Regions from separate parts of the Mus musculus genome. Here all the other regions are linked to region 1. Evidence: chromatin contacts called from public HiChIP or PLAC-seq and promoter capture Hi-C data. All regions are on one chromosome and are shown on one strand. The core of a region is the stretch at or near the end of the contact, and the rest is flanking DNA. Distances in the headings are between cores, read along the strand shown. Region 1 holds the start of Thoc7 (THO complex 7). Region 2 overlaps Nek10 (NIMA (never in mitosis gene a)- related kinase 10). Region 3 has its middle 52 kb from the start of Gm5087.

Region 1 (3,673 bases), core at 523-3,022:
CTGATAAAATCAAGAAATGCTCTTACAAAGTATCCTTTCACTACTTGGCAGTTTTCTTGTAAACAAGAAGTCTCCCTAGCAAAGTCTTACCCAGAACACAGAAATGATCAGGTGATGTTCCATTTACAGTGTTTAGAGGTACTTACGAATTAATTGGATTTGGTTTGGTTAGGTTAGGTTTGGTTTGGGATTCTGTTGTTTGGTGCTTGTGGGGGTGGGGGGGCGGGCCGGGGAAGGAGGTCGGTGTGCCTATGTAGCCCAGCTGGCCAAAAATTCAATGTTCAGACCCAGATTAGCTTCAATTCACAAACCTGCCAGCCCAGATAGGCTACCACACACCACCCCGCTGAATTTAAGATTAATATTACCCTCCTTCCTACGCCAAGGAAATGAACATGGTCCAAAGTCCAAGTTAGGAGGAGCCTTTAGACCAGTACTCTTTCAAAAAGTCAGCGAGCAGTTCCACATTTGGAAGAGGTCATTTATGCTTCAAAATCTTCATTCAGGGTAATTTCTGCCTTTGTGACAAAAGTAGATACTGTATTTGACCCATACATAGTTCTGCCTAGAGGTTAAAAACCACCTCCCTTGAATGATCCCAAGTCTTCCGCTAGAAAGAACTGAGGGAACACAGGGCCGATGCATGGATCCCACTTAAGAAATCTCAACAACCAAAAAATGACCCCACACCATTGCCTTATGCAGGATCTGAAGGTTCAAGGGATTGGGATCATGAAAACTGATAAACAAAAACCTGGGTTATAAAGTCAAACTCTACCCTGTTGGAGGTCAAATCAACTCTCAACAGGAACATGGTTCCACTAGGAGAACATTCCTCAATGTTGAATCAAAATGATTTTTTGTTTTGTTTTGTTTTGTTTTGTTTTTTTGTTTTGTTTTGTTTTGTTTTTTGTTTTTCGAGACAGGGTTTCTCTGTGTAGCCCTGGCTGTCCTGGAACTCACTTTGTAGACCAGACTGGCCTCGACTGCCTGCCTCTGCCTTCCAAGTGCTGGGACTAAAGGCGAGCGCATTCACTGCCCGACTCCCCCCCCCCCCCCGGGAGGGGGGTGGTTTATTTCATTTTTCAGAAGAGATGACACTATAACCTGCAGTGTGTTCTAGAAATGTGTACTCCGCACCCCCAAGTAATGTGTTTGCAATGAGCAGCACCCCCACCCCCAACACCTACTTTCAACTTCCCTTTAAGAAGCAGTTTTTGAAAAGCAAAGTTAGTATGAAAATGAAGGCACCCCATCTGGATTCCAGCAGCGAGGGAGAACTGGATGAGAGGTGAGAACCGGAGGGACCTGAGCCCTGGGTCCTGAGTGACGCTCCCCAGACAGGTGACCAAGTTTCTTTCCCCCGCTTCGCCAGCACCCGCCAGAGCTCAGGAAGGGAGGATGGCTTGCCGCGCCCGCCTCAAGAATACGGGTTCGAGACCCACGGCGGCAGTGGCCGCGCCCCCGTCCCACCGGAGCGCACGGTCGGGGCAGCCCGGGACAGAGGTCACCTGGAGCGTCAGGCGCGGAGCCCCGCGAGCGCGCGCAGCCCGAAGCTCACCTGGCGGCTGGCCGCGGCCTCCAGGGCGGCCTGTGGGCGCGGGCAGGGCGGGACGGCGGTGTCCCCGGGCCCAGCCGCCGCCGCCCGCCCTCCCGCCGCCCGTCTCGCCCTTCACCCGCCGGCCGCTCCGCGCCCCAGGAGAGCGGCGAGCGCGGGTCCGCGGCGGCGCGGCGCGCGCGCCGGCGCGACTCAAAAGTCGGAGAGGGCGGCGGGCGCCGCCGCCTCCTCCTCCATGACTGTTTACCCGGCTGCATTGTGGGAGTTTGACCTTCGCCGCCAACCGCCGCCTCAGCTCGGCCGCCGCCGCCGCCGCGCACGCCATGGGAGCCGTGACTGACGGTGAGGCCTCGGCGGGTGCGGGGACGCGGGGCAGCGCCGGGATCCGGGCCGTCTGGGGTGGGGGGCTCCCGGGGCGGTGCGCGGCGGGGAGAGGCGCAGGGCGGCTCGCTCGGCCCGGGCGATGCAGTGCCCCGAGGGGGCCGCCTGGGGGGCTTCCCGGGCCGGGCTGGGTCGGGCCCACGGGCAGCGCGGCGGGCCCCAGGGAGCGCAGGAGCTCGGAGGGCGGTGGAGTGAGGACCCCGAGCTGGGGACGGCGGCTAAGAGGAACAGGGGTGTCTGGAGGGCCGGTCGGGAAGTGTATCTGGGCGACTTACAAGGTAAGGCGCCAGCATGGGAAGAGGCCGGCGGCTTGGACCGCGGCAACAAAAGGAAGGCATGTTGGAGCGGGTGAGTTGTTGGCCTGAGTGGATTAGGAGTGATGGATGGTGGACAGTAGATGTCTGTGGGCTGAGAGCAGAAATAAGAGCGCGTTTGGGAGAAGGATGGACTGACACGATAGGCAACTGGAGCAGGAACTGAGAAGGTACCCGCTTTGGTAGAAAGGTTCCGGTGGCTTGATGTTGTTTGATGGGCTGATCAATAGCTATGGATCCCAGTGGAGAAACAGGGGACTTCCAGAAATGAACAACGATCGGCCCAAATTTGAGGACGGGCCGAGGAAATACCGATGTGGGTATAAATAAAGGCCTCGGAACTTGGTAGGGGGGATTTTAACCTTGGTTTTGTTTTTTTTTAATTCGAGTTTAATTTATTCAGGAAGTACTTAGCTTACTTCTAGGCAATACTTTACTGAACACGTTTGATACCCAGAAGCAGCAGGTAAAGGTGTTTCCTCTTATACGTCTGCAGTGGCTGTAAACATTAAAAATTGGTAGGGTGGCTGTGTGTGTGTGTGTGTGTGTGTGTGTGCGCGCGCGCGCGCCTGCCTGCCTCTCTTTGAGCTGTCTCTGCCTCCCTCCCTCCCCCAGGCAGGCCACCCTACTAGAGTGGCAGTCAGAGGACACTTGCTGAAGTCACTTCTTCACTTCCACCAGATGGGTCCTGGGAATTGAACTGAGGTGGTCTTTCTACTGGTGATTAGAAAACTTGACAAATTTGCTTTCCCCCTTCCTTTGAAGGGTAAATAGGTGTTTTAAAACTGGAATTACAAGTGACCAACCACTTGCCAAAATGATGAAAGAAATTCAAGATGGCATATAGAACTTAGAAAACTTTACACCATGAAATTTCCAAGATCAGGAAAAGCCAGTGAAAGGGTTTTTGTTGTTATTTGGTTTGGTTTTGAGACAAGGTCTTGCCAGGCAGTGGTGGTGCACACCTTTAATCCCAGTACTAGGGATGCAGAGGCAGGCGGATTTCTGAGTTCTAGGCCAGCCTACACAGAGAAACCCTGTTTCAAAAAAACAAAAAGAAAGAAAAAAAAAAGATAGAAAAAAAGAGACAAGGTCTTTCTATGTAGCTCTAGCTGTCCTGGAACTCACAGAGATTCCCCCTGCTTCTGCCTCCTGGGTGCTGGGACAAAAGGCACATGTCACAGCGTCCAGTCATTGAAAGTTTTAAACTGTTACTGTGATGTGATCACATTTGCTTTTATTTAATTAACTGACGCCTTTGTTTGCAATGCTGAGAGTAGAACCCATAGTCCTGTTCATTAGAAAACTGTTTTACATCCTGATCCAAATCTTCAGCACCAGATGTGCGTTTACAATTCACAGACCCATTCTACTCTTTGGAGAATATTGAGGAAATGGGAAGGGGGTTGCAGACATCACT
Region 2 (3,673 bases), core at 353-2,852, 900 kb before region 1:
ACCAACAGTGTATCTCTAAGGTAGCTCAGAACTTTGTTGTATAAAGAAAATTTCAATGAAGGGTGTAGTGTACCTGTATAAATATTTTCCACAGTCGCTCTTCACTGAAATGGTGATGTTTTTCCTTCAAAGAATTAAAGTGCTCTCCAAGTGGGGCTCCTTCTATCAGCTCCATAACGATATACAACCTGTCATCTATGCAAAAGCAAAAAGGAGTCACAGAAATGTAAAGTCAGTATAAAGCCCTGGAAAACCTTCACAAATTAGAACCCGGGCTTTCCAAGGAGTGTTGGAGCACAAAACGGAAAACTTAGTGTCAGGATCCACTGAATGCTGGCAGAGCACAGAGCTGCCCTTGGGGCAGTCACAGCCTAGCAGCAACTTCCTCTGACTCCAGACTTTCTCCTCTCTGGCAAGCATAATCATTTTCTGCTTATACCATAGAATGCCTGAACCATGTCAAAGACAGTAAGCCAACTGTCTCAAGTCACGAGGCCTGCCTCTTAGTACCTCGGATCAAATAAGACGTTCAGAAAACCGCATTATAAATTGCATTTTGTATGGTGACATAGATTATGTCATACAAACTTACCCACGGATCACGCTATGATGTTGCAATAACACAGACTAAAGCACCTACCCATGACAGAGATTACTGCTAGGCCCCTCTCGAGTAGAGAGACCTGGACTCTGATTTTATGTTAGGGTTTACAAGGGTTTAGCACTGTTTGGGTTTTTGGTTTTCTTGTTGCTGTTTTTGTTCTCTGAATACACTCCTTTAAAGCCAATTTGAACTACTAATAATGATATGTGACATGTGTCTTTTCTGACTGTTGGACATACACAAAATACACACATACACAATCTGCCTGCAAAGGACAGACATCTCCCATCCTGCCCACTGGCTTCTCCACCAGTCTCACACTGCAGCATGAATGTAAGCACACTGTTCTTCCTGTTGCCTTTCACAGGATTGCAAAAATGAATAAACCATATAGCATCTCTCTTACGGACATTTATAGATTCCCAAGTTTCACCATTCCAAGAAATACATATTGCCTGCACTATGCTTAGCTGTTTGTTTTCATTTTCTCAAATTATAGTCTTCTTCATCATAGTTTATAACTTGGTAATATTATACATATTTTAAGTTTCCTTCAATTTATTTTGGAAGTCGTCAGGTTAAGTGTTTTGTTTTTGTAATGACTTGTACTTACTTCAGTCTAAGTCAGGAACTAAATCTGATAGCTTTAATTACAGGAATAATCCCGATATTAAGAACTAGCACGTAAGGAGGAAGGAGTCCATCTAAATCACTTAAAGAAGGGAAATGGGTAAAAACATAGCAATTGAGCTGCATACAGAACAGCTTCTGTTTAGTATTGAGACAGGGTCTCTCTATGCAGCCATGCCCAGCCTGAAACTCACTATGTAGATCAGGTTGTCCTCAAACACACACAGTCGGCCTCTGCCTCTCAAGTGCTGGGATTAAAGGACTGAGTCACCATGCCCGGCTAATACTTCAGGATTTTATGCTACAGATGGTTAAGTTCAATACTTCCTTCACTTGTAAACAAGCGACTGAGTTTGGCTTTGTTTGACTGTGCTCTCCATCCCACAAGCAGGAAACAAGCCAGCCAGCCTGCAGGCTCAGCCAGGACTCTGGCGCCACCTGGTGGCATCTACTGAAATTTGTGAGAAAAAAAAAAAAAAACCTTGAAGGCGGAGTCCAATCCATTTTATTAGGGGTGGAAAATGCCACTAGATGCTGCTGTGAGCTTGCAAAAAGAAAAATAAAACATCATGCTTTAGTTCTCTTTTCTCTTTTTCTTCTACAGTTCCTTTTCTGTACAATAATTTAATTATTTTTGTTTATTCACACTGTGCCTCTATATAATACAGATCAAAATATTTTAAGTATTCTCAGGTCATCAATTAAAAAATTATTTTACTGCTTAAGAAAGCAATGCCTAATAATAAAAGCCAGTAGAAAATAGCTGAATGGGTTTATTTTCTGCCAACATAATATAAATGTATATAAATAACAAACATATGTTTCCTTACTTAGAAAGCAATTCATACTTACTTTCCAAAAATGTTTTATAATAACGTACAACATTGGGATGATAAAGCTGTAAGAAAACAAATAGCAAACACTTATCAGACTCTTCAAAACACAAGCTTTTGTACACTGAAGTTTCATCTAAGACTGCCAGCTGCCATTTAAGGTTTTAAATGACTTTTTTAAGTTAATGAAAGAGACAGTGTCCTCCATGCCTTTGTGAACCAGGCTAGAAGATGCTGCACTTCCTAATGGGCAGTGGACAGGTTTAGGACTGATCAGTTCCTTAACGATTCCCTTAGCATGCTCTGCCCCAGGGTTGGGCCTCAGCTACACAGGGAGGGAGAAAGTTCTAAAAAAGAAAAATGGTGTAAAATGTCTCCAACTATTTATTTAGAATGTAGTTTCTAGGTAAAGTGTCTTGTTTCAGAGGAATTGCCATGATGTCTATAAATGGTTTGTGCCTCTGAGTGTCCCTCTGAGTGGGGCCCACGTAGCTGCTACTCACACCAACCCAGCGGTCTCAGGGTTATCAGCAGCAGAGTAGCCAGGATGTGGCTTCCCAGGCAGCAGTGACATTTGTCTGTCCCTCAGCCCTGGAAGTGTCCTTTCTGCTGCTTTTCCCACTTGGGATGGGAAGGTGTCACCAGCAGTTGCATGGAACAGGGAATAATGCCAACTTGTGCCATTCTCTAAGCCTGGTAGTTCGAAGCCTCTGTGCTGTGCTCATTGTCACCTCTTAGCAGACAGGGTCTCTCACTCCCGTACCTATGGCTTCTGTATTCCATGACATCCTTCTTTTTGGTTCAGGTGGCTCCCACAGGAGGGACAATCTTCAGTGACATCAAAATCTAAACTGTGGCACCCTGATTGGCCTCTTCTGGACCCTTTTTCTTAGGAAACGCACTTAAACAAATTAGCACCCAAATCAACTAGCAAGTGGGGACAGGATGAGTTTCTGAACGGATGGGATGGCTTCTTGCGATCTAATCCATTAGTGGTGACTTTTGTTGTAACTTAGTGATGTCAAACTATAGGTTTCAATGAATAAAGACCATGTTTGTGACACCAAGCAAACATGACTGCAGGGCGCAGTGAGGCTGGCAGCTTCCTAGAACTTAGAAACAGAAATGCACAAACAAGGAGAGCTGGGAAAGGAACCAGCATCTTCTCGGATTACAGAAAGAATTCCCATTTCTCGCCTGCGCTCCGTTTTCCTCCAATACTCCTTCATAATGACAGCTAATTGAGCGATTATGTCACATATTCATGATAATAAAAATAACCCAGAAGACAGTGGGGCCCACCCCTAATCTCAGCACTTAGGACAGGGAGCCAGGAAAGGGGGGGGCGGGTCCTGAAGGTCAGTCTGTACTACAGAGCAGGGCTAAGACCAGCCTAGACTACACAAGCCTGCTCTAGAAAGGGGAAATGAAACAAAACCTACATTTTAGATTTAATAAGCCAGACTTGAGGGGTGTCAACAGGTTGGCTTTAGCTGACTGAAGTTGGAGGGTGGTCTTTCTCAAATTCCCAGCACTCCATTAAGGGTGTCTTTCTCCTGTTCCTATGCAGTAACTCAGTAGCTAAGCATACATGGTGTGTTCTGGT
Region 3 (3,673 bases), core at 773-3,272, 620 kb after region 1:
TAAAGCCCAGTTTTAATCAAGAACCTAGAGTTTCTTTTAGTCCATATGGAATGGAGAGACCCATTGACATTTTATTATAACCCCCTTTGTTGTGGAGACTCACAATACAGACAAACTTGATGTTGTAAAGGTATAGTTTCAGTGATAGTGTTTGATTGCAGATAGAACCTAACTGTCATCACTAATAGCCAGTAACATAAGAATACAGTAGGCCACTGATAATGATTTTAACATAGTCCCATGAGACCATGAGACCATGAGAGGCATGAGAGCAAGATTCTAAGTTAGTTGTTCCAAGCCAGCTTCAGTATCTGCTAGCTACAGAGTGGAGGAAAGCTCATCTTCTCTGGTAAGATGTGTCCAAACTTTTACATATGCTCCTGTTCACTTCTGTAGACCTAATATGTTCCTGAATATATTTAGCCTATTTTCTCATTTATAAAGTCATATCTACTACCAAGATGCAGATATTAAAAGAGACAGGCAGACAGGTAGATAAGATATCATTTTCACAGACAGGTGGATGATAGAACATGAGTTATCAATAATTCTTCATTTACCTTTTCAACTTCATTCTCATTCAACAGACACATAACATGTAAAGGTCACCATTTGTCTGGGGCAGGGATTCCTCAGAAATGGGTAAATGAATGAATACCACAATGTTTAATTTATGGTTCTATCATGAATATGCGGATGCATAGAAACAAGCCACACCCCCTTTGCAGCCCATGCTTTTCAGCCCCGTAGTTTCACAGTGATGGGTGTCCTTAATAACTCATGAATCCTGGGCAGCAAGTAGGGACTGAGTGAAAAGGAGAAATGGAGAGGCTTACCAATGTTCTGTTGTTCAGACAGAATTCTGTGTCAGATGTCAGATGTGTGGAAAATTCCCCTACAAATGATCATTAGGCAAGACTTCACTGTTCTGGTTACATGAGCCAGATTCTAATGGAGACAAATTTAAACTGGAAGATGATCTAGCTTACATTTGGGGATACTTCATATTTTGAATAAATGAATTTACTCTGAGGACAAGAGGCTAGCAGGAGATTTCCACAAGGAAACGAAGAAGTGGACAGACACTCTTATTGTCACCAGGATAGCACTAGAGTAAGGCCTTCTCAGCTGGGAATCTTCTGTGGTGGAAAAAAAATCAGAAAGGTAAATGTGAGTGCATGTTACAGTGTGATATGACTCACACATTTCTTCATCAGAGTTTTGCTTAAAGCCTCCATAGCAGTAGTTCTCGGCCTTTCTAAGTGCGGTGGCCCTTTAATACGTTTCCTCGTGTTGTGCTGACTCCCAATCATAACATTATTTCTGTTGCTACTTCACAACTGTAATTTTGCTACTGTTATGGATCATGATGTAAATATCCGTGTTTTCAAATGCTTTTAGTTGACTCCTGTGAACCTTGTGGCCCAAATGGAGTCATGGCCCACAGATTGAGAACCACGGGTGTTGACGGTGTACAACCATTATATTCACCAGTTCAAATTACTTTAGTAAAGTTACATTTCTTGCCCAATCCAATGGAATGGTGCCTAGAATTCATACCTGCTTATGTGCAGGAAACTGCCTGGTATGTATAAATGGTCATCACCATTATCTGGAAGATCTAATTAACACCCTGTCTCTGTTACCCAAGAATTAAGCTGTAATTGTAGTGTCTATTTGTCATGCTATAAATAGTTTTTATTAAGACTTTACTAGAAGAGATTTTTTTCAGCCTCCAACAGAAATTTTTTAGAGTCTAGGATACTAAGAAGAATACTCACTAGACATTCTCACCAAAATAAAAATTATATTTGAATAAAGTATTCTTTATTACCCCAAGTTAACACAAGAAGTGGTGTGAGAAGAATCAGAACTGCACCAGGCAAGTTTTCGGATGGTTTTGGAGGAAACCATGTGCCTCTTACTTGTGTTTTCATTGTATTTCTTCCCGAGGTCCATGGAGAACAGCCATCACCATCTGGCCAGGCTAATTCTGGGAGGCTACAGCTGCAGCCCCGTGTCTGGCAATCACAGCTCCAGGTTCCTTCCATACTAAATAGCTAGCTCAATTGCAGCCTGGCCAGCATATTCCACTGCAGACAGCCTTGCTTCCTAGTAGGAGTTCAGCCTTACAAACATGACAGATCATCCTTGTCATTCATTAGCCTAGAGTTCACATCCCCCTTTCTCCTTTCAGGACTATATATCGGGCTTTTGGAAACACACACACCTCATTCAGGCATACCCTCTTACACAGATGGTTGCAATTTTCCTATAATTGGTCCCTCCATTTTGATTTTTCTATTTCATGATCCATTTCATTCCAATTCCAGTTTAATTATTCAGAAGCCCAGATCAAAACCCTGTTATTCCCAAGTCATGATTTGTCTTTTGAAACAGTTTCACTGTTGATCTTGTGAGCCTTGGCTTGTCATTCTTCTGCCTTAGATTTCTGCTAGGATTACAGACATGAGAGACCATATTATGCTCCAGCTATGGACTTAGTTAATGCTTTTGTGGCTTCAGGGTAAATTTAAACACCCTGCACTTTCACTCAAGGCATTTTGCCACATGATCCTACCGATGGCAAGCAGTATACCATGGTAACTAAGAGTTTAGTGATCACAGGTACTAGCCCACAGCAGCACCTTTCCTGGCCTGCACATGGGTTTTCTCATCAGCTTAGTGGATAATAAGATCAAGGTTTTAATCTTCTAACAGCAGTACAGTACAGACTCAGTAAATGGTCTGTGTAACTAAGTTTCACCCCACTTCCACTCCTGAACAAAAGCACTTAGAAGGTCAGGAATTAGAGATATAAAGTGGAGAGAAGCTGAAGTGTGCCGTTACCAGAAAATAAGAACGGTCCATGCACCACCCATACCAGTTTACAGATTACCTGTGGACAGTTCTCATTTCCTCTAGCACCATTTTTGTTCATTCTGACCTTAGTGAGAAAACTCTTGATTCACCGGTAACCAAGAATGAACAAAACATCAAGAACCCTGACAAATGACTGCAGCTTTGTCACTGGAGCTTGGGATATCTGTTGATGTGGCTGGGCTGGTCCTTCTGCTCCAGCTCTTTCTGGAATCACAGAAAATAGTCCTCCTGGGGATTTCAGTTATATCTACTCTTATCTTTGCAGTACCCACTGGAGGAGAAGTTCTCCGGGCTTCAGCACATCTTCTTCTGACTTTCAAGGGACTCTCAGGGAGGAGAACTGTTCTGGCACAAACAGCCTTTCTGGGCTGCTGTTCTTGACTTTCTTATCTCTTTGAGAAACCTATGGATTGCTTTGCATCTGTGTGCATTCACTTTGATGGGGGCTTGAGGATAATGGGCTTAGATTTTAGCCATCACCCCACTCATGACTCCAAACTTTAATACATAGGCCAAGTGATCTTGGGAAAGTAAGTTTGTATCTTGTCATTTCCCTTTTTTTACTTGTAGAAAAGGGTCAGGACTGGCTGACCCAAAGAATCACTGTTAGTATTAAATATATTAAATTCCTTAAAAATTCTTTGTAAAAGCCTTCATTAATAAGTAATACCTTTAAGTATATCAACATTCACAACACAATACATTATATGCACATGCATTACATACAGCACACACACACACGCACACACACACAGAGGCATGTATACTCTCACTCATCTGTACATATGTC

What was found. Promoter capture Hi-C pulls out the DNA fragments that hold promoters and counts their contacts. HiChIP or PLAC-seq counts read pairs in DNA pulled down with a chosen protein or histone mark.
Region 2: a RAD21 HiChIP or PLAC-seq map of pro-B cells shows a contact between it and region 1, with 7 times the contacts expected there. The contact joins the enhancer-like site here to the promoter of Thoc7 in region 1. A contact is called at or near these places in 7 of 39 promoter capture datasets (the 3T3-L1 cell line, the C10 cell line, hippocampal neurons and 3 more), 1 of 15 datasets of contacts at CTCF or cohesin (pro-B cells) and 2 of 115 datasets of contacts at active chromatin or transcription factors (large pre-B cells and pro-B cells).
Region 3: a contact with region 1 is called in a promoter capture Hi-C map of second pharyngeal arch cranial neural crest. The contact joins the enhancer-like site here to the promoter of Thoc7 in region 1. A contact is called at or near these places in 7 of 39 promoter capture datasets (the C10 cell line, cranial neural crest, embryonic stem cells and 3 more), 9 of 115 datasets of contacts at active chromatin or transcription factors (bone marrow-derived macrophages, craniofacial prominence, embryonic basal ganglia and 5 more) and 1 of 9 other capture datasets (pancreatic islet).

Annotation. Positions count from the first base shown.
Region 1 is chr14:13,959,412-13,963,084 of GRCm38.p6, reverse strand. It overlaps Thoc7 (THO complex 7), which reads left to right and starts at 1,772. Exons shown (of 8, transcript NM_025435.3): 1 at 1,772-1,900. The coding sequence starts at 1,882. It also overlaps a transcript of Atxn7 not described here.
Region 2 is chr14:14,861,915-14,865,587 of GRCm38.p6, reverse strand. It overlaps Nek10 (NIMA (never in mitosis gene a)- related kinase 10), which reads right to left. Exons shown (of 35, transcript NM_001195229.1): 19 at 2,087-2,132; 20 at 74-195. Among named protein-coding and RNA genes, the nearest start is that of Nek10, 43 kb to the right of the region's middle. Within about 2 kb of position 1,602, at least 63 of the 459 cell types and tissues checked have an H3K27ac peak or open chromatin away from gene starts, as enhancers often do. A contact at or near this core is called in pro-B cells, where this site is marked.
Region 3 is chr14:13,334,705-13,338,377 of GRCm38.p6, reverse strand. It overlaps a transcript of Synpr not described here. Among named protein-coding and RNA genes, the nearest start is that of Gm5087, 52 kb to the right of the region's middle. Within about 2 kb of position 2,022, at least 8 of the 459 cell types and tissues checked have an H3K27ac peak or open chromatin away from gene starts, as enhancers often do. A contact at or near this core is called in second pharyngeal arch cranial neural crest, where this site is marked.